Linked DNA regions of Cricetulus griseus: region 2 is linked to region 1. Evidence: chromatin contacts called from public Hi-C data. All regions are on one chromosome and are shown on one strand. The core of a region is the stretch at or near the end of the contact, and the rest is flanking DNA. Distances in the headings are between cores, read along the strand shown.

Region 1 (5,211 bases), core at 1,485-3,984:
TGCTTGCTACACCACAAAGCTAAGTGCAAGCGTCTGACAGATTATTTCTGGCCAATGGAAGTTAGACCAGCTGTGTGTTGTTTAGCCAAGTAGAGCTATGTTACACTGGGTTTAGTGTAATAGATGTTTGTATAAATGGCATTAAGCACTGTCTTAGTTAGGGTTTTATTGATGGGAAGAAACACCATGACCTTAACAACTCTCATTAAGGAAAAAATTTAATTGGGGCTGGCTTATAGTTCAGAGGTTTATTCCATTACCATCATGGAGAGAAGCATGTCAGCATGCATGCAGACATGGTGCTGGAGAGGTAGCTGACAGTTTAGCATCCAGGTCTGAAGGCAGCAGGAAGAGAATGAGACAATGGGCTTGGCTTGAGCATCTGAGACCTCAAAGTCCAACTCCAGTGACACATTTCCTCCAACAAAGCCACACCTCCTAACAGTGCCACTGTCTATGGGCCTGTGGGGGTCATTTTCATTCAAATCACCACAGGGACTTATTCTCTTTTTTGCAAATGTAAGGGAAATCATGAAAACTTATCTGGACGGATTAGTCTTTCCCATACAACTCATCTGGGGACTTACTAAGAAAAATATATTTCCAGCCCCACTCCTTAGAATTGCAATTGAGTAGGCCCTGTGCTGTGTTTCTGACATGTGCCCCAAGTGAGCTTAACCCTGCTAAACATTACAACATACAGTTAGGTTAGAGAAGAATACTGCCTAGATGGTTCCATGCTTAGATTAAAGGGCAATCTAATCTCACAACTGTGTTCTCTATGACTGTTTGCTTGTTGATATTATTCCCTTATCCTTTACACAAAAACTTGCAAGCAACATGGAGTGGGATGAGAGAAAACACACTCCCCCATACTTACACATCAGTCTTATGGTGGGCATGAGTAAGCCCTCTCAGATTCTTGAAAAATAAAAGGAGTCTCTTGATGGAAAATGTCTAAGCATGAGAAGACATGTGTCAGCATTTAAAGCACCATTGTATTGTGGACAGGTGAGCAGACAGAACATTGTATTTGGCAAGGTTCCTCCATTTAAAAGGTGAAAATAACTCTGGTACCTTTGCTGTGAAGGCAGGCAGAGTCTGTCTGTCTGTTTCTCTGCCTCCCTCCCTCCTCCTCCTCCTCCCTCCCTCCCTCCCTCCCTCCCTCCCTCCCTCCCTCCCTCCCTCTCTCCCTCCCTCCTTCCCTCTCTCCCTGCCTACTTCCCTCTCCCTCTCTCAGTCCCTCTGTCTGAAATAGTAGGTTTAAATACAGCACTTCACCCATGTCAGGCAAGTTCTCTACCCCGAGCCATACCTACAGTGCAAAGGACTGATTCTGTGAAGTCTAATCTCCCTTTGATCTGAGAGGGGGGAAGGGGATGAGTGAAAGATGAGTTTCCTATGTAGGCTGTGCAGGCTGACTGCTTGTTTCCAAAAGGAATATATAACTAGATTCCAGTCCAGGATTCCCTCAAATAGGGTGCATGCTATCATAAGGGCAATGGCTATGTTTGGTCAAAGGAAATGACATCTTTTAAAAATCTACAACACGACTGCCAGATGGCACATCTAAGTAATATGTCAGCATTAACCTGCTCCTTGACATCAGTGAGTATCTTGATTTCTGAAATGACACACAAAGAGAAAACAGAATGGAATTTGCTGTTTTCAAACTGTTTGAAATCCCATTTTCCTGACTGTAATTGAGCCACAAGAAGGATCCACCCATAATATTCTCTGCCAAGCTCATCTGCTCATTGGAAAAACAAATTCCTAAGTGAGTGACACATCATCCCCTTGTGTCCTGTATATCCTATTATTTGCCAATTTCCATCTTATCAGCTAGACTTACTTAATGCTTGAGGCCAAGGGATTACAGTGTCTCTTAATTAACTAGTTGCAGACAGCTAATTATCCTCCCCAAAGTATCTCATCAGTATACAAAGGATATTAACTTCCAGTTGTAAAACACCTCTGAGCATTTTCAAAACATCACAAAGCTTTTGTTAGAAGAGATATCTTTTCAAACACGGAGGACCCTTTGCATATTGATCCCTTTCTCTCTCTTTCTCTCTTACCTAGGTCCAGTGAGCTCTCAGGGGGATTTGGAATTGTTTGCCTTTCCAGCCCACCCACTCTCCCGGTGAGCAAATAATTCTTACCCTGTCTGCCTGGGTTCCCAGCCTGGGCGTTCTGATCACAGTAAGATGTACAAGGCTGCCTGCTGGTGACTCTACAGTCTGCCAAAGCTGCAGGAAACCTTTCTGAGCAACAACTTCCATGCTTAACTTTCAAGTTCCAGCCTCTTTGGTCTGGATGCAGCCTTGATTCAACCTTGCTGGCTGAAGAATATCTGTGGCTTCCTGTAGAAGGCTGAGCACATTCTCCTCACAAAACTGCTATTAGCAGGTAAGGAGAAGGGCATTACAGATGGCTAGCTACCTAACCATGATGCCTAACTGAGGAGTTCTCTCTAATAGACTGCTGTCTAGCTTGTCTAGACAAATTGTCTAGCTTGAACTGGGTACTTGATGAGGGATCCAGTCTAATCCTCAAATACAGCAAACTTGAGAGTCTTTCATGATTTTTCAGTTAAGAAACTTGAAGTGTGGAGAATTGGACTAAATGTCTAAAGCAATACAGCTAATAAAATTCAAAACAAGGCAAGGGGCAAAGTGCTCTAGTGGTAAAGGAGGCAAAGTACAGCAGTTGAGACTGAGAACAAGCAATCATTTGGAAGTGTTTTCTGCCTGATTCCTCTGCTGGGTCAGCAGAGCTGCACTGAAGTCATGTTGCTGGGATTAAAAATGATTTTTCTTGATCTCCCTCTATTATTTATCCTTTTATGGCAGCATTTCTTGATCAAAGTGGACATCTCACCCATCATGCTATTTCCACTCTTTCTCCTCCTTGTCAATTTAATAAATATTGTGACCATTTTCCCCTCCTGGGAGAACATATATAGATTGGTGTGTTGCAAGAGAATGTCAATGGATCATCTAAAAGTCAGTGGCTCACAGACTTATCTGGACATTAGAATTGCCTAGAAAAAAATCTAAAATCGTGCCAGGGTCACACAAGCAAACTGCTTTATTAGTAACTTCGAGGGAGAGGGCAAGCACCAAGGTCAGTGTCAGTGCTTTTAAAAGCAGTCTAGGATCTTTAGCAGCACACCTATAACTGTAATAAGTCGCAACAGTACCCAGGGATCTTGTTAAAAATGCCAATTGTGATTGAAGGCCTCAGTAGTGGTGATAGCCTTCACTGCTGCTGCAGTGTGATGGAGTGGTGAGGCTCCAGACTCTCAAGCTCTGATCCTCGGATCTGTGGCATCAGCATCATAAGCAAATTCTTGTGCCCTGTGTACAGAGCCCAGTGGTCTCTTTAGCAGAATCTCAAGGTGATTCCAACAGGTGTCATAGTCAGAACTATTGCTGTATGATCTTCCAGAGTCTAACTCAGTGGTAGACTTTGGAAGGCAAGAGAGAAATATCCCACAGTGGTCCACAGATGGGGTGTATAGGCAGGATAGTTGTGGAAATAGGAGATCAGACTATGAGAACCCAAGAAAGAAATGTACAATGAGGTAAATCTCTGAGTCACAGTGAGGCATCCCAGGAATGGTAATGTGTCTGGGAATATGAGGTGTTGCTGAACATCTGAATGATGAGACAGGCTGGTGCTCCACTCAACCAGATCCTGATGGTCATTGTTTCTTCTTCTAGTACCTTTTCTTATTGGAATACAGATGTTTTCCCTGTCTATGCACATAGCAGAGCAGTGTGGTGGAAGCTTTAGCATGAGGTTACTTGAGTTAGAATTCTGGCTTACTGACTCCATAGTGAGGCACGTTAGACTTTATTGACCAGCAATTCCTCATGGAAAATGGGACTAATGCATTAGTGTCTACCCTCAGCTTTTTTTCATAGGAAGGAAATAATGGGTATGTTAAGAGCATTCTTAGGACCCAGGAAATATCCCTCAAATAAAGCAGTCACTGTCCTTGGTTTGTGTCTTCATATCTCCAGCTGAATCCACCACTTGATACAAGTCTGTAATCCAGTCCAACGTTTGACATTCCTTGCTGTTCTGAGTTACTATCATGGTTCATAGGCCAAGCTGTTCCATGTGGCATCCGTGGAACGTGGGTATTTGCTGTTTGGAGTTGGATGTGCTCTCATGGTCCATAGCACATTCCTTCCTTCTTTCAGAAGCTCCACTCATGTCATAACTAAAGTATGTGTGACATTGCACCACCCACAAGACCCTCTGGAGTCAGTCATAGTGATGTGCCCTTCAGACATGACATTCCTTTAGCTTCCCTTTAACCAGTCCAACCACTTGCTGACGTTTTGTATCTAGATGTACATTAAGTGTGCATTTTATAAAACCTAGTATATGCCATTCTGCCAAGTTTTAATTTAGCACACACATTATATAAGTGGGGAAACTTCTGAACTCTTCCTTTCTTCCTTCTTCCCTTCTCCTATTATTATTATTATTATTATTATTATTATTATTATTATTATTAATGGTTTTATTTTGCAAGACAGGATTTCTCTGCATAGCCTTGGTTCTCCTGGAATTTGTTCTGTAGACTAGTCTTGAACTCGGGGATCCACCTGCCTCTGCCTCCCGAGAACTGGAATTAATGATGTCCACAATCATTCCTGACCTGTCATTTCTTTTCTAAATTGGAAAACTTAAAATGTATTTTTAGTTTGTGCATGCATGCCTGTGTACCACATGAATGCCTGATGTCCATGGAGGCCAGAAAATGGGGTTGGATCCTCTGAGATTGAAGTTACACAGGGTTACAGACAGCCATATTGGTGCTACAAATTGGACCTAGGTCCTCTGGAAGAGCATTTAGTGATCTTAATCACTGGGACATTTCTCTATACCCCAACTTAGTCATTTCTACCTTTTCTGGAATCACACTCAGTCAACAATGGAGCAATCCATATATTAGCTTTTTTACATTTTTGTGTTGGTGTGTGTGTGTGTGTGTGTGTGTGTGTGTGTGTGTGTGTGTGTGTGTCCATCCCAACTAGCATGTGGAGGTCAAAGAACAACCAGGAGTCAATTCAGTCCTTCTACCATGGGAATTGAACTTAGGTTGTTGAATTTGGTGGCAAGCATCTTTACCTGCTGAGTCATTTCACCTACTTTATTTAATTTTAAAAATTTTTCATTTAATTTTTATTGAGA
Region 2 (5,211 bases), core at 1,983-4,482, 320 kb before region 1:
CTAAATCCTAATGCTGGCACTTAGCCTTCTAAGATGTGGCTTCAATTTAATTAGCATTCAATAGTATTACTTACCTTTTAAATTTAGTTGGCGTTTTGTTTGTTGTCTTTGTTGTTGTTGGCTTTTTGCTTTTTTGAGACAGATTCTATGTAGCCCTGGCTAGCCTGAAACTCACTGATTGTATTTTTCCCTAGTAGGTTAGTATTCATATCCTTCTTCCTGAAGGCTTTAATAGGACAGATTAACTCTTTTAACAAGAATATACTAAATTTCTGTAAATCTTAGGCTCCAGATTATAGTCACGTGACTCCTGGCTTCTCAGAATTCAATACATTGTGCAGAAGATAACAAAGAAGTGAACTACATGCCCGCAAACATTTCTGTAGGTACCATGAAGAAAGCAAGATGTTGTGAGGGACTGGCCTGGAAAGTCTTTCTGAGACAGTTTAGTGGAATTGAAAAATGGTCAGTATGAGACACACTGGGGAAAGAAGTATTCTTGGCAGCAGACACAGCATTTGTCAAGGTTCTCAAGTGCAAAAGAGCCTGACATGCTTGAAGTGGCCAGGCAATTACAGCCAGTGAGTAATGAGGTAGCAATTGCTCATGGTCTTGGTTGAATTTAGACATAGGGCTCTCTTGGTCTAAGCAAATATGGGAACTGTGTATGAGCCCCTTCTCTTCCTTCCCCTCTCCTCCTCTCACCTTTTCCTCTCACTTCATTTCCTCCTTCTCTTTCATTTCTTCTCTTGCTTTATTCCTTAGAAAAAGAGGAAAAACAGAGCAGACATGAAGGACCCCAGTGGATAGTGTGGAGCATGCTCGAATTCTCTCCTGCCATATCTGGGGACCATAAGCATATAATGGAACCTCAGGGGACAGGTGGTAAAAGGCATATGATGGAATCTGAGGGGAGAGGCTGACCATGGAGGATCATCAGGAGCCCACAAAAAATGAGAACATTAAGTCAGAGCTTTCTCCATCTCAACCTTAGACTTGAAGAATAGGGCACTTACATCACTTCTAGTCCTTTTCCCTGTTGCTCTCAAGGGGAAAGTAAGGCCAGATTGGTGCCCCCAAGGAGGAACTAAGCTGGTGTCTTAGTTAGGTTTCTATCGCCGTGAAGAGACACCATGACCACAGCAACTCTTATAAAGGAAAACATTAAATAGGGGTGGCTTACAGTTCAGAGATTCAGTCCATTATCATCATAGTGAGGAGCATGGCAGCATGCAGGCAGACAGTGCTAGAGTAGTAGCTGAGAGTCCTACATTTTGTAGGCAACAGGAACTTGTCTGAGACACTGGGCAGTATCCTGAGCATAGAAAGCCTCAAAGCCCACCCCCACATTGATACACTTCCTCCAACAAAGCCTCACCTCCAAATAGTGCTGGTCTTTATGAGATTATGGGGGCCAATTACATTCAAACCACCACAGCTGGTTTTAGCCTTTCCACGTTCCATGGGGATACTGGTGCTGCACTCACAGGTTCAGATGAGGGGCGCTGAGTCCTCCATTGGTTGGATGTCTTTAGTTATCTTCTGTCAGAACCTGACTCAGGGGATCCTTATTAATTTATTAACCACAATCTCTTTCCCTTCTACTTAGTGAATTCCAATACTTGGCCCTTTGCTGTGCTTTGCTCTATGTTAGCTAATGTTTGTTTAGACAAACAAACCAGTCCAGTGACATGGGTGAAGGTGTCTCACTCAGTTCAGCTCTTGAATATGAATGTGTGACTTACCTGAAGGTTTTTGAAACTTTGCTTTTTTTTTACATTTTCATGGTGGGTAAACATCAGCTTCTCTAAGAGGCTGTCAGGGCTCTCAGCATTACCAGTAGTCTCAGGGTACTCTGCTTCCATTGTGTCCTGTACAATGCAGTACCTTGACCTTGGATCGTCTGAACCTCTCCCTGACCCTAGGAATGAACTGTAAACCCATGGTCGCCTTCCATGAATAATTTGTGACTATGCCCTATTGTTCTCCACATTCCATAATGGCAAGTGTCTTTATTTGGGAGGGGTCTTTATTTTCCTTATGATTGAAGGAAGAAAATTTAGATACCATTGCTACTAGGATGGGTTCACAGGAAGAGAGGTGATAGTACATAGAAGGATCCCCTGAGCTTTGGGAGGGGACAGTGAAGAGTAGGATTTGCAAAATCTACACCTCCATAGCACCATGAACTCCCAACAGCTCTACCACATGTCACTTCCCCCACGAAGTGGACACAGTGTAGATTCCTGCCCTTTGGGACATACAGAACCAGATACAGACAAATTGTATTTTGTCTAAAGATACAGCACTAATGTCAAAGTCAGGAGGTTTTCTGCTAAGGATTCAAACCAACATATTTTGTCAAGAAGAAAGTCTGAGTAGCTTGTAGTGTGGAGAAATGTAACACAATATACTCTGTAGAGGGATGGAGTTTGGGATTTTGGTTGGGGCAGGCCTACTGTTCTAACTGCCCTGATCCCTCTTGCCTGGATTCTTCTTTACAAATAGCTTAATAATAATGCTAGGCTTCCATTTTATAAATAAAGCATTATAATTGTGTGGAAATACTATGCCATTGCCATAGTTTTCCTGGGACTATCTTTTAGTTGAATACACCAGATGCTTCCATAATGAGATGTCACCACCAATATATATGTTAGTGAGATCTAGTTGCTTCCTTTGTTTCCTCTAAGGGCTATTTTCACTTTAGACTAAGTTCAATTTGTAGAGCCCATGGTTCTAGCAATAGGCTTTGGGAAAGTAGCCTGAGAAGGTTCTTCTCTTCATCCTTGGAGTCATGGAGATGCATCTGCAGAGTGCTTTTGAACACATTCTTTAAAGAGTGGCATGAATTCCTGCTCAAAGCATGTGTCAAAATATCTCCCAGACCACGAACTGCTCACTTCCATTCCCATGGTTGGTGCCCTAGGTGTAGTGTTGAATTTCTCTCTCATTCATTTAGCCTTTTTGGATGCTTCTTTGAGCAAGTGGCCCCCACTGAGCACTTAGGTCAGCTATCTCTCATTTGCTAGAGCTTCTGTCTATGAAATGTAAAAGGATCATAAAAATGGCCAGGGAGACTTGGGTAACATCTGCCCCATATGACCTGGGCCAACATGGCCTGAAGGAAACTGTGCTGTCCAGCAGCCAGCACCACTTCTAGCAGCCTCAAAAGTCCTGCAAAGTCATTGCTTTGGGAAAGACTGACTCAGAGCTGACATACACTAAGCATGGAGGTGGCAGGCACAGGGCTGTATATTCATTATGTCATCCAGCTCTTACAAATGTAGTCACCTTCAAAGCCACAAGTGTGACAAAGCTGCTGCTGGATTTCGATGGGCAGATTGGTTGGACAATGGTATCCCTTTGCTATCCCCCAAACCCCCTATTTCTGTGAATAACCACAAGGGGGTGCCCTGCCCCAACTCACCTCACTTGAAAGGCAATAGTTTATTCTTATGGAGGTGTGTGTGTGTGTGTGTGTGTGTGTGTGTGTGTGTGTGTGTGTGTGTGTGTGTGTGTTTGAATTTCTACATTCTACTCCCTCCCATATTTCCTTCTGTCCTCTTCTCACAGTAGTGGGAATGGAACCTGGGCCTCACACTAGACAAGCATTCTACTGCTGAGCTGCATTCCCCAGATATATGCCCAGGCATTTTCTTTCTGTCTAAATTGCGAGGGTCCTTTACTGAAATGTTCCAGACTGATGTAAACATGTCTACAAACATTGAGTGTTATCAACAGGCCTAATACAGAAAGCACTCAAAGGGAAGCCTCTGTGCTGTGGAATAAAAGTGTATTCTTTGTTCTCCAAAAACCAGGGAAAGATGACAAGATCATATTTAAGGAAAACTGTAGGCTTCAGCAATAAAGGACGAAGTTTTAATTAAACAGATCATTTGGTACACATGATCAGTGCTTACACAGGAATGTTCTTTTGAATTTGTAATCTCCTGCCTCAGTGTTCACGGAAAGCATTCATGGGCTCCATTTGCTTATCTCTGTGTCACCTGACAAATAACCAAGTTGGTAGAGTAACAGTGACACATGGCATAGGACAAAGGCTCCATCCATATCTAATGTTGGCAATTGATACCTGGGATTCAAGGGACTATGAGCCCCGTCTTCTGCACACATATCCATCTAAGTATAGATGTGTGACATTTCAACCTGCCATTTGAGGCAGACTGAAAGGGAAATTGTGTGTTGTCGAATAAATCTTCCCTCTACCTGCAAGCACTGGTACCATTTAAAATGCCTAATGGAGGAAGTATGAGAATAATTGTGACATATATGGCCAGCTAAATCATAATCCAGTAGGCATGACCATGGGTTCTATTTCTATACCACATTCCATAGGACCCATGGGATGGGCCATGGACTGGGATAGGCCTTTGTTGCAGTCACCCTGAATGCCTATGGAGCCTAGTCATGACTCAGAAAATAGAAGAAACTGTGGCAGAAAACTTGAAGAGAAGGCATGTTCCATAGCAACTTCCTCTGAGGCAAACTTCCATCTTGAAGGGGGGCAGGCACAGGATATTCTGAAGGGATGTGAAGAATTCTATCTTGTCCAGAAAGCTGATTAACGGGAAGGAAACAACTTAACGGTTTCATGAAGTTCCAGAAACTTACCAAATACACTAGATCTCACTTTTCCCAAAGGTATATAAGCAGTATGGACAGATGAGAAACACTCTCAGACAAGTTGACCTGCTTAGAAAAGGAAGAGGCCAGCTGAGCTTCCTGGAAGAAACTCAGACATATAGAGCCCCCTGTAAAGGACTGTTTCCAATCTGACTAGATGCCTACAGGTTGGGTAGTGTGCTTCAGGTCTCCAGCTTTTGTGAACTGACACCTGTTCGGGAGCAGACCTTGGTGATAAGGCTGTCTGGGAGTCATCTCTGTTCCTGTGAGTAATCCCTCATTAAATAAGTCCAATAAAACTCATGGTTCACCAAGTTGATGGTGGCCTTGCTTTGGTCTGCCTTAAGTACTCTGTCTGGGCTGAGCAGACATGTGTTCACTTCTCCCCAGTAATATGCCATATGAGGAAGGAGTAGGAGTGAAAACAGGATTTGGGTAATCCAGAGGTTCCAGAGGAGGTTCAAATGTGAAACTATGATGACAGTCAAGGCAAAAGACTACCCTTCAGTAACACAGTGTAAGTACACATTATACTAAATATTCTTGGCAGCTTTTATTTGTTGG

The links. A called contact is a pair of places that touch in the nucleus more often than the background predicts.
Region 2: a Hi-C map of the CHO-K1 cell line shows a contact between it and region 1, with 3 times the contacts expected there. The contact joins two enhancer-like sites. A contact is called at or near these places in 4 of 8 Hi-C or Micro-C datasets (the CHK-Q cell line, the CHO-K1 cell line, fibroblasts and 1 more).

Annotation. Positions count from the first base shown.
Region 1 is chr5:156,738,109-156,743,319 of CriGri-PICRH-1.0, reverse strand. No RefSeq gene overlaps it. Among named protein-coding and RNA genes, the nearest start is that of Stxbp6, 82 kb to the left of the region's middle. Within about 2 kb of position 2,734, at least 1 of the 6 cell types and tissues checked has open chromatin away from gene starts, as enhancers often do.
Region 2 is chr5:157,054,437-157,059,647 of CriGri-PICRH-1.0, reverse strand. No RefSeq gene overlaps it. Among named protein-coding and RNA genes, the nearest start is that of Nrcam, 210 kb to the left of the region's middle. Within about 2 kb of position 3,232, at least 1 of the 6 cell types and tissues checked has open chromatin away from gene starts, as enhancers often do.